Regions from separate parts of the Mus musculus genome. Here region 1 is linked to region 2. Evidence: chromatin contacts called from public promoter capture Hi-C data. All regions are on one chromosome and are shown on one strand. Each heading gives the region's core, a stretch centred on a gene start, on an enhancer-like site or on the middle of the called end of the contact. The rest is flanking DNA. Distances are from core to core; before and after follow the strand shown.

Region 1 (3,681 bases), core at 325-2,824, 3.1 Mb before region 2:
CCAGACAGCCCCATCTTTTTCTTCTGCCTGTGCCTTTGAGTGCTAGGACTACAGATGTGTACCACCAGGCCCAATCTTACTTCCTTTTTTTTTTTTTTTTAAGTAACACACATGTAAGTAGCTCAGTATACATTTTTATGCTTGTCTATTTCTATGCTTGTTTGTTTACCGTATCCAGGGTTAAGCACTGAGCCTATGACATGGTAGGAGAGCACTCTTTACTGGGCAATACCTCCAGCTGTTATACTTGTCTTCTCAAACACCTATGATTATTTATTATCTCTACCAATCTGCCCTAAAATTGAGTTATGCAGAGACCATTTCTAACCTTTGCCAAAAAATTGTAGTCATAGAACTCATGTTTCTAAATCAAATAAAAATTATGTCCTTCACCACTAGTAAAAATTATAAGTGCACATAAATGAATACATGCAAAACCTGATGCTCCAAACACCCATTGTGGGATCGAGTACCAATGTCACCGTTCCTATTTAAAGCATAAAGCCAAGAAGGCTGTCCCAAGAAAATAGCTTCCCCAACCACAGGGCTACTTCTAAATTAGTGTTTCTTCTTGGTTATCCCCGTTAACAAATCTAGGATCTTCTTTTAGAGGCTTCCCCTAGGGCTTTCTAGGTCCCTCCACAAAAGGACTTGATTGATGCCGGAGGTGTTTTACAGAAACTCCTGTGCTCACAAGAAAAACATCTGACAAGATAAATTAGCGGGGCAAACTCCAAGAACTATGCCCCCTCCTTGACAGCTGCCAACTCCGGGTACCAGGAAACCATCTTTCTCCATCCTTCATGAAGGCAGAATGAGAATACGAATCAAAAGACCATGGGCCATAATAAGTAAAGTCCTCCAGGCTGGGGGGTGATATGTACATATTAGGGTTTCCCCTATATTCCAGATCACAAGCTTTAAATCAAAACAGCCGAAAAGGGTAGGTTCCGCAGTTACAACTAGCTGTCCACTAAACCCTGGGGCGTTGTTGTCTCAAAGCGGGCACCTCTTACTTTCTCAGAAATATGCAACCTGCGGATACAGTAGCGTTTAAAAAAACCAACACCAGAGTGCGGGCACCGCAAAGGGCACGGGCCGGAGCGGCCAAGCAGTCCTTCCCCGGCTCAGGCCGGAGGGTGGAACGGCAGTTCTCCTCGGGTCGGCCCCGGGCCGCACGGACGGACGGACGGACCGACGGACTGTGGGACGGTCCCCGCGCCGCCCTCCCGCACTTCCTCCCGGCAGCGCCCGGGCTCCCGCCCTCGCTCGGGGGTGGGGGTGGGGACCGCCCCGGAGGCCCCGCGACCCGGCCCAGCCCCCGCGGCCTCCCCCGGGTGCGCCTCACCGCCGCTCCGTCCCGAGGTACATCGCCCTCCGGACCCGCTGTCCCCGCTGGCTCGTCCTGCTGCGGCCAATGGCTCCGGCACGAGCGCGGTTTGAAAATGGCGCGGAGAGAGACGGTCGCGGCCCACAAGGAGGGAGCGCCGCCGTTGCCCCGGTAACGGACCGGAGCGGCCCACAGTGGCGGCGCGCGCGCCGGCCGCCCGGAGATGGCGGCTTTCGGCCCTCGGTGCCCGGAAACGTAACGGCCGGCCGATGCCGGGGCTACGGCGCCCCCTGGCGGGGAGCCCGAACCTCTGCGGTGCCCGAGGACCTTGCCAACTGGCCGCTGGCGGTAACCATCAGCTAACCCCCAATGACCTTTCACAGGTGAATTTCTGCTGATCGCCCTGTCTTCCCCCTGGATGTCACTGTCCTTGCAGCTTCTCCTGGCTACCACTTGATAACAGTTATTGCCCCGTACCCATGTAAACCCCCAGAATAGAATCCGACCATCAAAACCTACTTGTTTACGTTTCTCCCTGCTGCTTCCAATTGTGGGCTCCTTGAATCAGATATTCTTTTATTCAACTGTATTTCTCTAGCATCTGTCACAGTATTTGTAAATGTTAAATTGAAATGAATTGCTTACAATAGCTTGCTCATGGTTACAAAGATCATGGTCAAATCCCCAGAGTCCACCACTCTCCTAAAAACTTTCTAGATGGTTAAGAGTTGAGTTTTTGTTTGTGCGTGTTTTGTTTTCTTTTGTTGTTTGTTTCTGCTTATATTCCTTACCAAGCCGGCCTTTCCTCTGACTATGTACTTTGTCCACTGCTCAGCACGGAACTGTATGTTGGGATGTGAATTGCTCTGTGCCGATTCATTCTTTGTTTTCACGTCTCAGTCTCCATTTTGTGTGCTTTGTCCGTTTTTAATTGGAAGTTTTAAGGAGCTAATGAATCCTGTAGAGATTTTTATACCATCTTGCACATATACAAGTAAGCATATGTTTATGTAAAGACAAATATCTTTTTTAAAAAAAGTCATAAATATCAGAAATTGGCTGTGCATAGCCATCTAGTGAAGATAGATAACATTGGTGGCCCCCCTTACCCCAAACACACACCAACTAAATGTTAGAACAAAACTCAGTGAAGAAATACAACGGGGTACATGGGATTGAAAGCTACAGTTAGCCTTTGTTCCAAGTGGCATTGATAACCCAGAGTCAGGGTCACTGCTGACCTCCGAGGCCTAAGGTCAGGGATCCTGGCACACAAAACTTGAAAGATGAGAATGCAGAATGCTGCTGCTTCCCACCCAAGTCCTAGCGCTTTAAGCAAATTGCATGGCTGTGGAGGCATGGAGGAAAACAGATGCCCTCACCACAGAAAGTGAGCTTTGTAGACTTAATATCAGCACCAACAGGAGTTCCTGAAACACTTAGAATGAGGTTTGCCTAGAGGCTGGTGGGGTCCTGATTGTAAGGAGGAAGAAAGCCAGATGTAAAGGTAAAAGAGTTGCTTTCACTGAAAACTGATGCTGTAGTTTAGATCTGAAATGTGGTGGTCTGAAGGAGATTGGCCCCTATAGCCTCATATACTTGAATAGCATGACCCCTAGTTGGTGGAACTGTCTGGGAAGGATTAGGAGGTGTGACCTTGTTGGGAAAAGTGTGTCACTGGGGATGTGATGGCTAACATTATATTGATGGCTCACTTTAAAACTGCTTGAGAGAAGCAGAAACCAAAAATGGACTTCCAATGGGTTAGATTTTAAAATTGCCTGGTTTTGCACAACTTTAACAAAACTACTGTTTCTGCTTCGTAAACAAAAGCTTGTTTTACATGAGATGACTTTGTGCTCTTTGCCTGTGTAAGTCCCCCACTGAGGTGGCTGGGGGCTGTGCTGCACTCAGGAGTTCCCAATCTGGGTGTTGAACTGGTGTCTGTATATGAAAGTAGCTTCTTTGTTAAAACTTACTAATGGTCAGACTGGCGAATCTCCGAACCACCTCAGACCTATAACAGAGGCAGGTTTTGAGGTTTCAAAACCCATGCCATTCCCAGTTAGCTCTATCTTTTTGGAGCTTGTAGATCAAGATGTGAGCTCTCGCCAGGTGGTAGTGGCACATACCTTTAATCCCAGCATTCGGGAGGCAGAGGCTGGCAGATTTCTGAGCTCGAGGCCAGCCTGGTCTACAAAGTGAGTTCCAGGACAGCCAGGGCTACACAGAGAAACCCTGTCTTGAAAACAACAACAACAACAACAAAAAAAAGCTCTCAGCTGCTAATCCAGTACCACCCCTGCCTGACTGCCTGCCTGCTGAAACACTCCCTGACATGATGGGTATTG
Region 2 (3,405 bases), core at 156-2,655:
TCCCGGTGCTTCGGGCGGAGGTAGCTTCTCGCACGCGCGTTGCTATGCCTCCAAAGCGGCCCTCCGTACAAGGTAACAGGTCTTGACGCATCAGCCTCTACACCTGATGGCCAGAAATTAGAGAACTGCGTCACACACTGCCAAACCTACGGACCGCCGGGGACCCCGACAACCTCTTACGCCAATTCCTCCACCCCGCTTCCAGGACCCCTGCGGGTCGAGTCAGCTCGCAGACAGCGGCCTCCCGGTCCTGTAACCCCAGCCCGCGCTGACCTCGCTCCCCGTTGCTCGCCGAACGCGGAGGCTACTGCCAGCCTCGGGACACCTCCCGGGTACCCGGCCCCGCCCCCTCTCCTCAGTGCACCCCGAGGCTCAATGGTGGTCCCCTCCTAGGCTGGAACCGGGCCTCTCCAGGGAGGAGGCGCCTCCCCCAATGGACAGTCCAACGCTCCCCACCCCGCCCCAAGAGCACCGTACCCGAAGATGACAGCCCTCCCAGTCCCCGCTTCTCCCCACCTACTCTTCCTCCTAACTCACTCCGCACACCCTCCCCGACCCCTGTCCCAGCCCCCAAACTGCACAGCAGTCCTATCCGCCATCCACTCCTCCGGGGACCGCCTGTCCCAACACCTGCCCCCCAAGCCCTCTCCCCACTCCCGACCGCCGTCCCGCACACCGGACTCCACAACTCTCCCATCCCACCGCGGCGTCTCCCACTCCATGGCCCCCGTTACATCACCCCCCATCCCCTCACCGGCCCGGCCGCTGCCCCAGCTCCCCACCCATTGTTCCCGCCCCCGCCCCCAGCCCTCCTTCCCATTGTCCCCGCCCCCTCTCCCCTCGCACTCCCCCGCCTTCCCCGGTAGACCGTACGGCTCGGGCCCCGCAAGCCTCACCCTGTACTCGGACCGCAGGCCCTCTCCCTGCCCGCTCGTACCACCCCCGACCCCAGCTGCCAGCGCCCGCCGCCGTCTCCACCTCCGTGCACCACCGACTCTCGGCCCCCGGCCTTCCAGAATGTCCCCCCTCCCCCAACCGCGGAAAGCCAGCCAGTCCCCACCCCCTCCCCGCCGCCCCTGCCCCCGCCCCAGCCGCCCGCAGCGTCACGGCCCTCGGACTCCAGGAGGGGTTCAACCCGCTCCCGGGCCAGGGACTCCAGCGCGATCGGAACCGGAGAAGTGGAGAAGGGAGCGCAGGAGCGGACGCGGTGTGCGGGCCCGCTGGCTCTGTGCTACTCACTGACAGCTGCAGCATCCGAGTGCATTTTCGGGCAGCTCACACCCGCCTGCCGCCCGGGCTCCCGCGCTCCACTCGCGGTCCCCCTACCGACTCCCCAAACCTTAGCTCGCAACAGAGGACCGCCGGCTTCTTCTCCGGCCCGCCCATCCCGCCCTTCTCATTGGCTAGACCCCAGCCGGGGGACCGCCCCTCTTCGGCTCTCATTTGACCGAAGAAGTGCTGGTTGCGCCGCCTGCAGCTGGCAAGGAGGCCCCGCCCCCTAGACTGCAACGTGATTGGCCCCGGCGTCTCGCCTCCGACCGCCCCTGGTGGAGGCCACTGTTCGGAGCCGCAGGTTGGACCCAACGGCTGTCAGTCATTCAGGGGTCCGAAAGCGCGTGGAGGGGCGAGACTGGGGAATTGGTCCACCTTGACCCTGAAGCCCCGCCCTGTGGCGGGCGGATCCTGGAGCGGGAGACCAACCGAGAGCCCAGCCGAGAACCTGGGTTAAGCATCCGAAACAAAGCAGCCTGAGGGACCTAGAGCCAAGCTCCAGCCCACAGGGACTGGTGTTCCCTGGGAGGCCATCGGCCAGATCCCGCTACTGCCCGCGCCCGGGTCCCGCCGGTTCTCCTCAATCGTTTCCCATTGCGGAAAATTAGAAGAAGAAAAATATCTCCGCTTTCCTCCCCTTTATGCCACAACCTTTCTGTCCTCAACTTTGGAAATGCGCCTCTTTTTCAGAGTCAATTATTCAGAGTCATGCGTTACTTGCGCCAAAGGTTTCGAATGCTTCAGGCATTGAACGTCAGACACCTCTGCGGTCCCCAGACAGCGAGAGAAAAACCTAGTGCCACATTAGGCTCTGGGGTCAGCCTGACACCAAGATAAGCCAGGTCCCCTGACTATAAAAGTCTAAGAAACATAAGTCGAACCTGGCCAAACCGCTGTTTAGCAGAGGGAAGCGTTAATGGGGTTGTGATTGTTAAGTGTCCTAAATACTGCTTTTGTTGTTTCTTGGAGTTTTTCAGTACTTGAAAACCAGTTCTCCACAATCACAGGTAATGCAATAACGCTGAGATGTGCGAGGGTGGGCGCCCCGCCCCCACCGCAAACACACACTCCATGTCCAAACCTCGCTTGCCCCAACCACAGCCTGGACAGCCTGTAGATTCCGCCACACGCACTGGATGATATGACCAAAGATAACAAAGGGGTCCTGCGTTAGGATTCTGAATTCTACAGCCCAGGCTCTTGAGTTGTAGAGTTCTGAAATCCGGACAAATGTTACAAGCGCAAAACAGCTTACAGTCCTTGTTATCTACATCACTGTGTTTGTTACTGTGATATGTTCCATCTCATCGCCCTCTATTTCTCTGTAATTAAATTGAATCCCAATAACGCAATCTTTCATATTTGTCATTCAAATGCATATGATTCACTTCATCAAATTGCAAAATATCAGAATTGCATCTGAAGACAAGAACTCTTCATAGAGCATTCTTTTGGGTCTCCTTAACAGGACAGAGTCTTAGCCAAGTCTCATAAACAAAGGAAGGTACTTGTAGGCTCCTGGGTTGGGAGCTTCTATATTTTTTTAAGTGCTTATTCTGGGCAAAGTCTTTTTGTGTTCATTATTCTGTTCCTGATTTCAGCCTAATATAGTAAGAACTACAGTTTATTCGTGTTTCTGAGACTTTCTTATGTATAATATTTGTTGTGTTTGAGTTTTGTTTCCCATATTATTTTGCACAGAAAAGAGGTTTACTTCTTGGTACTTGTAAATTAAAATAAGCCCGTGATTTATATTAGTTATTAATCTGCTATATTGATTTATCTGCAGCAAACTTTATGGTTGTGAGACTATTAAACCTAAAGGACCTGCTGCCAGTTCGCTTTCTCCCTGCTCTCAGCACTTCCTTGACACATAGTATCCAGGAAAAATAAATAAATAAATAAACAGAATTCTAACCTATGCTGGTTCTCAGCTGTTTCCACTAGGTTCAGTCTGACCAGTTTCAAGTAAAATACAGATTTACCCAGATCGGGGTAGGGGGATAGTGTGTAGGTTCCAAATAGTGGCCTCCACCAAGGACAGTCAGAGGCAAGGTGTCAGGGCCAATCACAGTCCGCTAGAGCTAGAGAACTGAGAGGAAGTACTCTTTCTTAGTCGGCTGAGCCTCACTA

The links. Promoter capture Hi-C pulls out the DNA fragments that hold promoters and counts their contacts.
Region 1: a contact with region 2 is called in a promoter capture Hi-C map of pre-B cells. The contact joins the promoter of Cep135 here to the promoter of Dcun1d4 in region 2. A contact is called at or near these places in 2 of 39 promoter capture datasets (cranial neural crest and pre-B cells).

What each region holds. Positions count from the first base shown.
Region 1 is chr5:76,586,592-76,590,272 of GRCm38.p6, reverse strand. Cep135 (centrosomal protein 135) reads right to left here and starts at 1,574. Exons shown (of 26, transcript NM_199032.3): 1 at 1,349-1,574.
Region 2 is chr5:73,489,026-73,492,430 of GRCm38.p6, reverse strand. It overlaps Dcun1d4 (DCN1, defective in cullin neddylation 1, domain containing 4 (S. cerevisiae)), which reads right to left and starts at 1,405. Exons shown (of 11, transcript NM_178896.5): 1 at 1,240-1,405. The coding sequence starts at 1,264.